2 separate regions of the Rattus norvegicus genome follow, and region 1 is linked to region 2. The links are chromatin contacts, called in public Hi-C maps. All regions are on one chromosome and are shown on one strand. Each heading gives the region's core, a stretch centred on a gene start, on an enhancer-like site or on the middle of the called end of the contact. The rest is flanking DNA. Distances are from core to core; before and after follow the strand shown. Region 1 holds the start of Atxn2 (ataxin 2). Region 2 has its middle 7.0 kb from the start of Pheta1.

Evidence for each region. A called contact is a pair of places that touch in the nucleus more often than the background predicts.
Region 1: a contact with region 2 is called in a Hi-C map of psoas muscle, with 2.3 times the contacts expected there. The contact joins the promoter of Atxn2 here to the enhancer-like site in region 2.

The regions. Positions count from the first base shown.
Region 1 is chr12:40,507,253-40,514,215 of GRCr8, reverse strand. It overlaps Atxn2 (ataxin 2), which reads left to right and starts at 4,544. Exons shown (of 25, transcript NM_001419737.1): 1 at 4,544-4,975. The coding sequence starts at 4,785.
Region 2 is chr12:40,381,496-40,388,045 of GRCr8, reverse strand. No RefSeq gene overlaps it. Among named protein-coding and RNA genes, the nearest start is that of Pheta1, 7.0 kb to the right of the region's middle. Within about 2 kb of position 2,640, at least 24 of the 93 cell types and tissues checked have an H3K27ac peak or open chromatin away from gene starts, as enhancers often do.

The DNA.
Region 1 (6,963 bases), core at 3,295-5,794, 120 kb before region 2:
TGGCTCAGCTGGGAAAGTGAGCAAACACGACTCGACTTTGAGTCTGATCTCCAGGCCAGCTGAAATTGTTGGATGTGGGGCTGGAGAGATGGCTCAGTGGTTAAGAACACTGACTGCTCTTCCAAAGGTCCTGAGTTCAAATCCCAGCAACCACATGGGTGGCTCACAACCATCTGTAATGAGATCTGATGCCCTCTTCTGATGTGTCTGAAGACAGCTACAGTGTACTTATATATAATAAATAAATACATTTTTTTCCTTTTCTTTTTTTCGGAGCTGGGGACTGAACCCAGGGCCTTGCGCTTGCTAGGCAAGCGCTCTAGCACTGAGCTAAATCCCCAACCCCTCTTTTTTTCTTTTTAAGATTTATTTATTGGGGTTTGGGATTTAGCTCAGTGGTAGAGCGCTTACCTAGCAAGCGCAAGGCCCTGGGTTCGGTCCCCAGCTCCGAAAAAAAGAACCAAAAAAAAAAAAAAAAAAAAAAAGAGAGAGAGAGAGAGAGAGAGAGAGAGAGAGAGAGAGAGAAAGAAAAAAAGAAAAAAAAATGTTGGATGTGCCAGGTGTGAGGCAGAGGCAATCAGATCTCTGTGAATTCCAGGCCAGCTAGGACTACAAGGTAGAGAAGGATTTGGGAAGTCACCTGATGTTTATCTCTGGCTCTATGAACACTCACACATACACAGGCATATGCATGCACAGTGCAGTTCAACTTGGTGATCCAAGTTCCAGGTCTCTAGTAGGCAAAGGCTTCAGACATGGAGATTTGACTGAGGTGTGACCTGTTACCAAATTTATTCACATGCCTGTGGCAGCCATCAGGTCCCTGCTGACTGTGGTTGTAGTCTCAGAACCTTGCCAAGTACCTGCAGATTTTACTTTATAACTTTAAAGTTAGCTTATTTTTCAAAATTCTACCCTTTTTATTTCACATAGATGTATTGATTTTGCGTGTTTCATGTGTGTGGATGTGCACCTGTGGCCAGCCAGCAGACAACTGTAATGGGAATCTATTCTCTCCTAACATATACAGATGCTGGGGCTTGGACTCAGTCCTCAGGCCTTTTCATATATATCTAACAAAGTCAGGCTTTCTTCAAATCCTCTCCTTCACAGTGTGCTTGGGACATGGCCTTGGCTGTTCTGTTTGTATAAGTCTTTTCTTAGTCTTTTGTCATCACCCCACTCCCTGCCCGATTTCCTTTCCGTTATTTAAAAGCCTATCTTGGTATTGGAAAGATCATTCAACCGTCAATGGTTTGAGTATTGCTTGCTCTTCTAGGGGACCCAGGTTCAATTCCCAGCACCCACATGGCAGTTCACATATGTCTCTAACTCAAATTTCCAGTGGATCTGACTCCCTCCCCCCACAGACCTATGTGCAGGCCAAACACCCATGCACATAAAGTAAAAATAAATTATAAAACAACTTTAGGGGTTGGAGATTTAGCTCAGTGATAGAGAGCCCTTACCTAGCAAGGGCAAGGCCCTGGGTTCAGTCTTCAGCTCGGGGGGGGGGGAACCCCAAAACCAAAAATAACTTTAACATGCAACTCCTGGTATTAGTGATTAGTATACATTTTACTAATTCATTTTCAATTTAGGAATCAAGCACTGCTTCAAATACTAGACTTGTTACTTATTTTGGTTTCTTTTGGAAACAGTGTTTCACATGGCTGGTAAAAATGGGTTAGTTAGTAGCCAAGGTTGGCCTTGAACTGTTTTCCCTCCCACCTCTACCTCCGAAGGGTTGGGATTCAAGGCTTGCATTCATTTAAAGATGTAATTTTTTTTTTTTTTCTTCTAGAGCTGAGGCCTGGATCCAGGGCCTTGGCTTGCTAGGCAAGTGCTCTCCCACTAAGCTAAATCCCCAACCCCTCAAGGTTTGCATTCATGTCAGGTTTCTTCAGGCTAACTTTATAAAGGCCCACTACATTTAGGAAGACTAACTTTCCCTCTCTCGATGTTCTTAGGAAATAACAATAACAATTATTTTTTAAAGATTTTATTTATTTATTTATTTATTTATTTATTTGTTTGTTTGTCTTTTTTGGGGGGCTGGGGACCGAACCCAGGGCCTTGCGCTTCCTAGGCAAGCGCTCTACCACTGAGCCAAATCCCCAACCCCTTATTTATTTATTTTTTATATAAGTGAGTACCCTGTCACTCTGTTCAGACACACCAGAAGAGGGAATCAGATTGTGTTGCAGATGGTTGTGAGACACCATGTGGTTGCTGGGAATTGAACTCAGGACCTCTGGAAGAGCAGTCAGTGCTCTTAACCGCTGAGCCATCTCTCCAGCCCAACCTTTTTTAAAGTGTTCGCCAAATGTGACAATTTTTTTTTAAAGATTTATTCATTTTATTATATATAAGTACACTGTAGCAGTCTTCAGATACACCAGAAGAGGGCATTGGATCTCTTTACAGATGGTTGTGAGCCACCATGTGGTTGCTGGGAATTGAACTCAGGACCTCTGGAAGAGCAGTTGGGTGCTCTTAACCGCTGAGCCATCTCTCCAGCCCCAAATGTGACAATTTTTATTTGGGCTATGAGGTTAATTTAATTTCAACTGGACTATACTAGTGACTCTAATACGCTGAGTTTTTCTTTTTAATTATTCATGGATGGACCAGGGGTGTAGAGCTGGAGAGCCACCACTACGCCTTAGGCTCCCTTTCTAAAACTGACACCCCAGATACATTTTTCTTTTTTTAAAAGTCATATTTTTGGCTGGTCACAGTGGAGCAGGTCTTTGATCCCAGCAGGCCGGTGGCTCTTATGTGAGTTCCAGAACAGCAGGGCTACACAGAGAAACACTGTCTCGAAAAACCAAACAAGAACAAGAATGAAAACCACCACCACCAAGGTCATACTTATTGCTTATATATGTGTGGGCACACAACTGGCACAGTCCAAGAGAGGAGATCTGGGGACAATTCCAAGGAGTCAAGTTTTCTTCTTCCACATGTGATCTCCAGGGATAAGAGTTAGAAGGTGAGCTTCTTCCGCGGCTTGGGCCTTTACCTTCTGAGCTGTCTGCTAGCTACTTTTTAATCTATGTAGACCCAGCAAGTCTGGAACTCAGAGATCCAGTATCTGTCCAGTGTTGGGATTAAAGCCATGTGCCGTAACCAGGGTTCACTGCTCATTTAATTGTCCTGGGTCTCTATTTTTTTCTTTTCTTTTTTTTCGGAGCTGGGGACCGAACCCAGGGCCTTGCGCTTGCTAGGCCAGCGCTCTACCACTGAGCTAAATCCCTAACCCCTATCCTGGGTCTCTTGTAGGTTAGCCTGGCCTAGAGAATTCCCTTGTGTAGGTGAGGATGACCTTGACCGGCTAATCCTGCCTCCATTTCCTAAATTCATACATTAAAGGCATGAACACCATGCCTGCCTTTAATTCCCGGGAATGATTTTAATAGATTGACTCGGATTTTGCTGTCCTCTGCCCATCATCCCCTTAAGCAATTTCACTTAAAAAAACAAAAAGAAAAAAAACCCAAAAAACCAACTAAACTCATTGCAAAAAGTTACCCATTTGCTTCCAATTTAATTACAACACCTTAAAAAAAAAAAAAGGGCTAGTTTGGTGGCCTTCCCGAGTTAAAGTAAAACTTTTTAAAAGGGGTCAAGGTCTAAAGTTGACATTTTTGCGAGGTCTCCAATGAGGGAGACCCCATTATCCACGGTAAGACCCCCATTACCCAGCTCTACCAATCACGTCCATTTCCCTTTGGAGTCGCCTGAAGGAGGAGTAAGACGTTCCAGTGAGGGGAAAAAAGGGTTCAAATGAAGGTCAGATACCCAACAGTTCGCTGGGGTGAATAAAGTGGGGCAAAGTGAAGCAGCTGGCGGTGGCTTCAGTGGTGGCAAGCTTCCCACGCTGGCAGGGAAACCAAGCACGCAGTGGCACCTGGGGGCCTACTGTGTGCCAGGCCCGAATGCAGGTCTCCGCCCCGAAGGCGCCCGCGGGCCATCCTCTATGTTGCATCTGGTGGGGGGGAAACCAAGGTCCCCGAAGGGGGCTGAGGACACCCGGGCAGCCCACGGTGCCCGTCCGCGAAGCAGGGCCAGCGGCCGAAGACAAGCATTCCCTCCTCGAAGGGCAGACCCGCCTCAGCGAGGGCGGATCCCCCACGGCCCTACCCCGACCCCGGAGAGCGAACGCGGCCCAGCGCTGCGCCCGCTCCTCACGTGTCCCCGATCGGCCCCCGAGCCGTCTCACGTTCGACTTCCGCCTGACCCTTCCGACTTCCGGTAAAGAGTCCCCCCCGCTCTGTTTCGCATCTCCGCGCCCTCCAGGCCGCGTCGCCCCGTACGCGTCCGCGAGCCCGGCTCCCATGCGTCCGTCGACAGACGCCGCTCAGCGGCCCGCGGCAGGCCCCGAGCCGCGCCGCCTGTCGGGCTGGGCCGCGCGGCGCTCGCTCCCGCGGACGGCGCGGCGCGGCGGGCGGGGCGGCGCGGTAGCATATCCCTCCGCCGGCCCTCCCCCGCGCGGCCCCGGCGCCCCTCCCCGCGGGCCGCGCTCGCCGCCCTGCGCCTCAGACTGTTTTGGTAGCAACGGCAACGGCGCGTCCCGGCCCGGCTCCCGGCGGCTGTTCGGTGTCTGCGGGCCTCCCCGCCCCTTCGTCGTCGTCCTGCTGCCTCTGGCACCCGCGACCGCGCCAGCCCGCGCCTGCCCGCTCGGCGTCCGCGCGTCCCCGCCGCGCTCCGGCGTCTCCTCAGCGCGCCCGGCTCCCGGCTGTCCCCGCCCGGCGTGCGAGCCGGTGTATGGGCCGCTCACCATGTCGCTGAAGCCGCAGCCGCAGCCGCCCGCGCCCGCCAGTGGCCGCAAGCCCGGCGGCGGCCTGCTCTCGTCGCCCGGCGCCGCGCCGGCCTCGGCCGCGTCGACCTCGTCTTCCGTGGTGCCGGCCCCTGCCGCGCCGGTGGCGTCTTCCTCGGCGGTCGCGGGCGGCGGGCGTCCCGGCCTGGGCAGGTGGGTGTCGGCTCCCCAGCCCCCTCCGCGCCCGCCTGGCCGATCCCGCGCCGCTCGTCCCCTCCCCCGCCTCGCCCCGTGACCGGCCGGCGTAGCGATGGGCCGGGGGCCCGCGGAGGGGCGGGAGGCGCCGGCAGATCCTTCGGGCTTCTCAGGCCGTGTCCAGCCTCCCGCACCATCGCGTCCCCTCCCCCCAGACGGCCAAGATGGACGGCCCGGGCGGCCCCCTGCCCCTCGCGTGTGTGCTAGGGGCGATTGGTCTCCCCGCCCCACCCCCTTGCTGGGTCCCCTGCCTGTGATGGAAGAGCGGCTGAGCCAGGGTGCAGGTCGCAGGGGGACCCTCTCCTGAAATGAGCCTCACTGCTGGGTGGGGAGTCGGGAGGGAGGAGGGGAGATTGAGGCCCAGCCGCCCCAGGTAGGGTCAGCCGGGTGTCCTGCATATTCCCGCCTCGCAGACCCTGGGAAGGTGGGCGACCGAGGCGAGGTGGGTGGCCAGCGGCCTTGCGCACCCATCCCCCTTTAGATCTGGGGCGGCGGGGTTCCCGCAGCGGGCTGTCCTCCCCCAGCTGGGGAAGGGGTGGGAGTGCCCTGCTCCCTCCAGGCCCGCCTCCCTCCTTCCCCGCAAGGTCCCCTGCGCGCGGGTGGTGGCCGATCCGCATTGCTGTTTCTCGTCCGCGGAGCAGAAGGCGCCTTTGAATAGAGGTGGGCGAGGGCCGGACTCGAGAGGTGGGTTGGCGGCGGGCACCGGACACGCAGCTCATTTTCCCTCCCAACCCCTGTCCCAGTTCCTGAAATTTTTAGGGGTGAGGAGCCTCCACAGAGGAGTTGGTGCGGGTCCCGAAGGCAACGACGCGAGTGTTGGCTTGCGCCCTCGGCCCCCTTTCCCCTTCCCTGGGCCCGATTTCGTTGGTAGGAGCTGGAGGAGGCTGGGTGCTGTCCTGTGTGACTGGGCTTGACTCTGGAGGGTGTGTGCGCGCGGGGGTGGGGAGGGGTGGGGGTGCTTGTCAGTTCGTATTTCACGAACTAAGAAAATGCTTAGTGTTAAAACGGAGAGGCAAATGCCAATAGACTCCATTCCATTGTGGCCGGTGTCCTTAACTTGGGAAACGCCGCCGCCAGAGCTTACCAAGGGCATGCAAGTCCATTTCCCCTGTGTCCCTGTGTAACAGGCACTACTGTGCCTCCCTCTGGCCTAGGCCTGGCTGGCAGGGCCTCCTTAAATAGACATCCAGGACTTAGGAGGTGGGCAAGGGGAGTTTTCTTGTTTGGAGTTTTCTTAGCCCCATTGTCCAGCTGTCCATTTCCAGAGAGTTCCTGTACAGCAGAAGTTAACCCGCAGGGTGAATCAGAGCCGGGTTTTAAGGAGTTCTTCTGGGAACAGTATGTGTTTTACTTTATTCCCCCACACTCCCAATTTTCCCAAGCATGAGGCCTTTCAAACCCTTCTTAACCCGCCTCGTTCAAATTAAACCATCATTCTATTTCCACGGTTCTGCGAAGTTAGGGTTTGTAACTTGAGTTTCTTTTCCGTCCTTGACTTTTAGTGAAAAACGAAAAAATATTTAAATTTAACTTTAAGGATACATGTTTTTCTTTGCTTTTTTCATGTTTTAATCTTTGGTTCTCAGGAAGTGGCACGCATTTACGTTTTGTTCAAATACAGATTAAAGTTCCTGAGCCTCGCTTACTCTGTAGGCTTAAACATTAGACTGTGGCTGGCTGGACTCCACAGGGAGGGGCAGGGTATTAGGACCCCTGTCAGTCTCTGCTTTTGAGGCTCTGCAAAAGGGAAGGGCATTTAGAGCCTTCCCTGCTTTAAGTTCTCTTACTTGGCGCATAGGTTTCTTTTTAAGTTTCCTTCGTCCAATGCCTGTGCTCAGAATGGGTACTTTTGTTCTGTACAGAACCTTGGTTAACGCCATCCTCCTGTTCTTACTCTCCTCAGGGTTGTAAATGCATTGTAACTTGTAGAGTTTTGCTTGGGTTTG
Region 2 (6,550 bases), core at 1,391-3,890:
GCAGTCAGTGCTCTTAACCGCTGAGCCATCTCTCCAGCCCCGAAATGAATAAATCTCAAAAAAAAAAAAAAGCAAGGAAAAAAAAGAGTACCCAGCAAAGTACCCCAGTAGCTCCCACTTTTGAGTTTTGTTTTCAAAGGGTCTTGCTGTGTACCCCAGGCTGTCCTCAAGTCCACAGCAATCTTGCCACAGCTCCCCAAATGTTAGGATTACAGGTGTGTGCCACCATGACTGACTTCCAGCCCTTTTAAAAATTAGTACTTAGGGCTGGAGAGATGGCTCAGCGGTTAAGAGCACTGACTGCTCTTCCAGAGGTCCTGAGTTCAATTCCCAGCAGCCACATGGTGGCTCACAACCATCTGTAATGGGATCTGATGCCCTCTTCTGGTGTGTCTGAAGACAGCGACACTGTACTGATACATAAAATAAAGATTTATGTCTTTAAAAAAAATTAGTATTTGGGGTTGGGGATTTAGCTCAGTGGTAGAGCGCTTGCCTAGCAAGCGGAAGGCCGTGGGTTCGGTCCCCAGCTCCAAAAAAAAGAAAAAAATTAGTATTTATTACCCGGTAGTGGTGGCACATGCCTTTAATCCCAGCACTCAGGAGGCAGAGGCTGACAGATCTCTGAGTTCAAGGCCAGTCTGGTCTACAAAGTGAGTTCCAGGACAGCCAGGGTTACACAGAGAAGATCTGTCTCAAGCAACAATGACAAAAGTATTTATAAAGAGAAGTGAAAAATTACATATGAATGAAAATTTCAAAAAATTAAATTTAAAATAGTAAGAAAATCTTTATGGGGATGCAGAGGTTAAGAGCACTGGCTGCTCTTCCAGAGGTCCTGAGTTCAAATCCCAGCAACCACATGGTGGCTCACAACCATCTGTAATGGGATCTGATGCCTTCTTCTGGTGTCTCTGAAGACAGCTACTGTGTACTTATATATAATACATAAATCTTTAAAAATAAAAAATATTTCTCTATTTATTTTGGGTTGTTGAGATGGCCCAGCAGAGGAGGGCGACCTGAGTCCTATCTCTGGGACCCCCATAGGAGAAGGAACAATTGACTCCCATATGTTGTCCCCTGACCTCCACACAGTTGCCATGACAATGACCTGAAACTCTTGATCCTCCTGCCTCAGCCTCCCCAACTGCCGATGTCAAAGGAAATGTCCAGCTGCCAAGCTCAGATTCCATTTGAGACTTCACCGTCCTTCATGACCTTGAGTCCCAACTCCTGAAACCGAATCTGAATTTCCAAAACCATGTGACAATCAAGGAGAATTACCTAAGAAAGGCCCCGGGGCGGGGGTGGGGTGGGGTGGGGCAGTTTGTTACACAGCAATTGCTAGCTAATACCCTAAGAAGGTCCTGTGGCGGTCACCTACTCTGCTCCCCATACTTGGATTCAGCAATGGCTGAAAGAGCTCAGAGGGGGGCTGGAGAGATGGCTCAGCAGTTAAGAGCACCCGACTGCTCTTCCAGAGGTCCTGAGTTCAATTCCCAGCAACCACATGGTGGCTCACAACCATCTGTAAAGAGATCCGATGCCCTCTTCTGGTGTGTCTGAAGACAGCTACAGTGTACTTATATGTAATAAATGAATAAATCTAAAAAAAAAAAAAAAAAAAAGAGCTCAGAGGGCAGCTTTGGCCTTGGCATAGATTACGCACTCTGCTGGAGTGTGTGCACCAGGCACTCCGACCTCCCAAGCAGGATTCCGGTGGGTCTGATCTGCTGAGCTAAGGAACCAGATTCCTCTGCTTCCTCTCTGGGGCTAGGGTTCCCTTTTCTGTGCCTTCCACGTGAAATCTGCCCCAAGCCCTTGTTCAATACAAGTATAGGCTGGTGTCATGCTCGAACTATGTGTGCCCAGCCAAGGCCATGCCTGTCCTGAAGGAAGGGGCTATTTGTTCATTTGCCCTGTGCTTCTGAAGAAACTGAGGCCCAGAGCCAAAGTCACACAGATGTTGAGAGACTGAAGCAGTCTCTGCTCGGGGCTCTCTCATCTACTGTACCCGGCGCTGGAAATAAAGAGAAATAGGAGAATAATTAATGATGTGTTTGTGTTAGCTTCGAGACTGTAGCTTAAGCTATCCTGGAACTCACTAAGTAGCTCAGGATGGCTGTGAACTTGCAGCCTCCTGCCTGAGTGTTGGGTTAACAGATGTGGGCCATCTCGCCTGGGTCCTGTGGAAACGATTTGGAGGGTTTTCCACAGGTTCATAGCTTGCTTGGCCAACAACCTTATGCAGGGGAAGGGGGCTGCTCTACTCCTCTTGATGGAGGAAGAAATTGAGGCACAGAAACGGAGGTGCCCTCTCCAAGACCCACAACGGGCCACCAGGAACCTGCACCCCGCTACCCTCGCCCCACCCGTGGCTCCTGGTCTTGGCTTCAGCCCAATCCTGGCCAGCACCCGGCCTCAGGGAAGCGCAGCCGCCCCCTCTTCCGCCAGCCCTGGGAATCTGGTTTCTGGGGAAGTGACTCAGTGCCCTGAGGCCCCTCGAGGCTCGTCCACTTCCAATCCTGGTAATTAAAGGCCCTAATTGCTCCGCAGTTTGAAGACTCGGGTCCTCTCCCCGACCGGCGCCCGCTTCCTGGGCTGGAGTCTGACGACTACAGCAGTCACGAGGCTCGCGCGCCCTCTGCTGGTCTTGGGCGGCCGCGCAGCTGCCGCCTGCCTCCCTGAGACCCGGACCCTCGGGCTACAGCGCCACCAAAGGTGGAAGACGTGGGTTTCAAGAGAGTTCTCTCCCTTAGAAGGCGCTTTTCCAAATCAATCAATCAATCGATCATTCAATCAATGATTAATGAATATATGAATGAATAAATAAATAAATAAATAAATAAATAAATAATCATTTATCTGGTTCCCCATTCATCACCTTTCTTTGGACAGAGCTTGAGAGGAGGGGAGGATACTGGGGACCTTGGCTTCACCCCAGCGACTTAGTATCCTCTGGTCTTCATTTCCTCATCCGTCATCCATAAAGCAAGGATAAGAAAGAACTCCAAGGGCTGGAGAGATGGCTCAGCGGTTAAGAGCACCCGACTGCTCTTCCAGAGGTCATGAGTTCAATTCCCAGCAACCACATGGTGGCTCACAACCATCTGTAAAGAGATCCGATGCCCTCTTCTGGTGTATCTGAAGACAGCTACAGTGTACTTATATATAATAAATAAATAAATCTTTAAAAAAAAAAAAAAAAAAGAACTCCAAGCCGGGCATGGTGGCACACACCTTTAATCCCTACACTCAGGAGGTAGAGGCAGGTGGCTCTCTGTGCCAGCCAGAACTACCTCATGAGAGACCCTGCCGAAACAGAGCAAACCACAAATGAGGAAATAAGTACTCTACGTGGTTGGGTTGTAGGGGGAAACTGAGGCAAAGGTTTCAACGTGGCAATCTGTTACATGATAGGTGCTCAGTCCATGCCATTGATACAAGGCATCAATCTGGGGATGCCCTGCCTGCCCATGCACACTCTACAACCCTCCATAGCTCCCCCACTACCTCAGACTCATCCGTACTTGCAAAACACCCACACCCAGGCTAAGGGACCCCTCTGTCTCATTCTCCCAGACTCTGCTACGCTGTTCCATATCTTCTCCCTTTCTCCTGTGTGGTCAACTCCTACACACCCTTCAAAACCACCTGAAAAGGGACCTCCACCTAAAGACAGCCCTAGTCCCCTGGGGGTGTAGCTTTCAGTGACAGAGGGTTGCCATGACTCATTCACTTGCCTGTGTTACAGGAAGGATGGAGTTGCTGCTCTAATCTCTCTGATTAGGCTGGCACTCCTTGCAGAGTCACGGTGGCCTTGGTGTCACACTGCATTCCTTATGACAGCTGAGTAACATTCCATCCTGTGGATGTACCACACCCATGTTGAAGCCTGGGGGTGGGGAGAGGGTGCAACCCGGGTGCTAAAGCACTCAGCCATCCTCAGTGCTGCAGGAACAAACAACTCTAGAGACAACAAATGACCCCAGGAGGCACAATGGCAGGCTGTTGGAAGCCGGTGACCCTAGATCCCAGGTTGGGGACAGCAGGTGGCCCACCACCTCCCTAAGCCTCAATCCCTCATCTGTAAAGTGAGGGAGAGAGCAGCACACACCTGCCCTAGTCAAGTCCCTGCTGCTACCATGCAACCTCAGGACCACAATCAAGATGGGGAGGAAAGGGTTTATCTGGTTCACACTAGCACATCCGAATCTACCACTGAAGGAAATCTTCAAGTCCTTACAAATCTGCTCCTGAAGTGGAGGGCTCTGGTCTTTCCTGTCCTGGGCCAGCTCCAGGGGAAGGCTTTGTGGTTGGGCAGTCTCAGGTTTCCTCCTGTCCCCACCAGGACAATTCCGCATGCTGGTGCCTAGCTCTATTTTTTTTTTTTTTGGATATTTTTTTATTTACATTTCAAATGTTATTCTCTTTCCCAGTTTCCCCGGATATAAGCCCCCCTATCCTATCCCCCTCCCCTTCTTCTATAAGGGTGTTCCCCTCCCCATCCACTCCCCCCTCCCATCTACACAATGGAGTACTACTCAGCTATCAAAAACAATGACTTCATGAAATTCATAGGCAAATGGCTGGAACTAGAAAATATCATCCTAAGTGAGATAACCCAAGCACAGAAAAACACACATGGTATGCACTCATTGATAAGTGAATATTGGCCCAAAAGCTTGGATTACCCAAGGTGCAATCCATGGACCACATGAAACTCAAGAAGAAGGATGACCAAAGTGCGGATGCTTCGCTCCTTTTTTTTTTTTCTATTTTTCGGAGCTGGGGACCGAACCCAGGGCCTTGCGTTTGCTAGGCAAGCGCTCTACCACTGAGCTAAATCCCCAACCCGCTTCACTCCTTCTTAAAAGGGGGAACAAAAATAGTCATAGGAGGGGATATGGAGGCAAAGTTTGGAGCAGAGACAAGGAATGGTCATTCAAAGCCTGTCCCACATGTGGCTCATATATATACAGCCACCAAAACTAGATTGATGAAGCAAAGAAGTGCATGCTGACAGGAGCCTCAGCTGTCTCCTGAGAGGCACAGCCAGAGCATGTCAAATACAGAGGCGAATGCTAGCAGCCAACCATTGAATTGAGAATGGGGTCCCCGTTGGAGGGTTAGAGAAAGGATCGAAAGAGCTGAAGGGGTTTGCAATCCCATAAGAACAACAATGCTGGGGTTGGGGATTTAGCTCAGTGGTAGAGCGGCTTGCCTAGCAACCGCAAGGCCCTGGATTCGGTCCCCAGCTCCAAAAAAAAAAAAAAAAAAAAAAAAAAACCAACAAGGCCAACCGACCTGAGCTCCCCAGGACTAAACCACTACCCAAAAAGTACACATGGGTGCCTGGCTCTTTATCTGGACTCTGCTTCTGAACTAAGGTCGTCATACTTGCACAGCAAGTGTCTTATTAACTGACCGTCTCCTGAGCCCCAACCGTATGGACTTTTAAAATATTACACTTTTCTTTTCTGTTGTGCTCCCCCTCCACACACACACACACACAGGTGAAGTCCCAGGGCAACTGTGGGGAGTGGATTCTTCCCTTACACCCTGTGGATCCTGGAGATCCGACTCAAGTTGTGAGTCTCAGTGGTTCCTTGACCTATTGAGCCGTCTCATTGGCCTCTCCTGGAGATCCTTTTTTTTTTTTTTTTTTTAAACTTATTTTCTGAGTACGTGGGACAGTAGGATGCTCTCTAAATGCTACCGGCTGAGGGACTGACTGGAAGGAAGGCAGGTACTGAACTCAGTAAGAAGAAGGGTTGGGGGGTCATCTGCCCCCTTGAAGAGGAAGTGACCCAGTGAAGGGATCGGTACTGGAGGATGTGGGCAGTCTTCCTGGAACAGCACGCAGGAAGAGGTCTGGGGCACAGAGCATTCTGGAACATAGGGAGGGCGGCGGGTGGCAGAGGATAGGAGAACACAGAGGAAGCTGTGAAGAGGTTGGAGGGGTGGCCAGAGCCAATACAAGGGAGGCTTTGGGGCTAGCAGGGAGCTGTCTGGTTCTGAGGTGGCGAGGAGCCACCATAATGCCTTTAACCAAGAGAAGGGCAGGATTTGGTTTGAGGAGAGTTTCAAAAGGAACCCTGAGGCTGCTCCGTGGAGAATGGAGCCCAGGGCCCAGGGAGTCAGAGAAGGAGAGGGAGAGCCAAAAGGATCCTGATAGGGAGTGGATGAGGAAGTTGCTGGATTAGAGAAGAGGTTTGGAGGCAAAACCATATCCTTGACCACAGTCCATTGCTGGTTCCCTAGTTCCATTATCTGGCCTTTCTAAGTCATGGTCCCTTCCACCCTTCCTCAGTCCCCAGCTACAGAGGTATTGGCTACACGAAGCCAGCTGGCAGGTGGAGAGGCAGAGAAGCAAAATGCATTCTGTGACCATGATGGGCCCTTAATCAGCTGGGGGAAAGGATAGAATGCCAACTTCAGCAAGACCTGGCCTTGAGCCCTGGAGAGGGAACTCCACCAGGAATGGATGACCCGGAGTCTGTGCATCTGATGGTGGAATCCACAGAGACGCAAAGTTGTCTGAGGT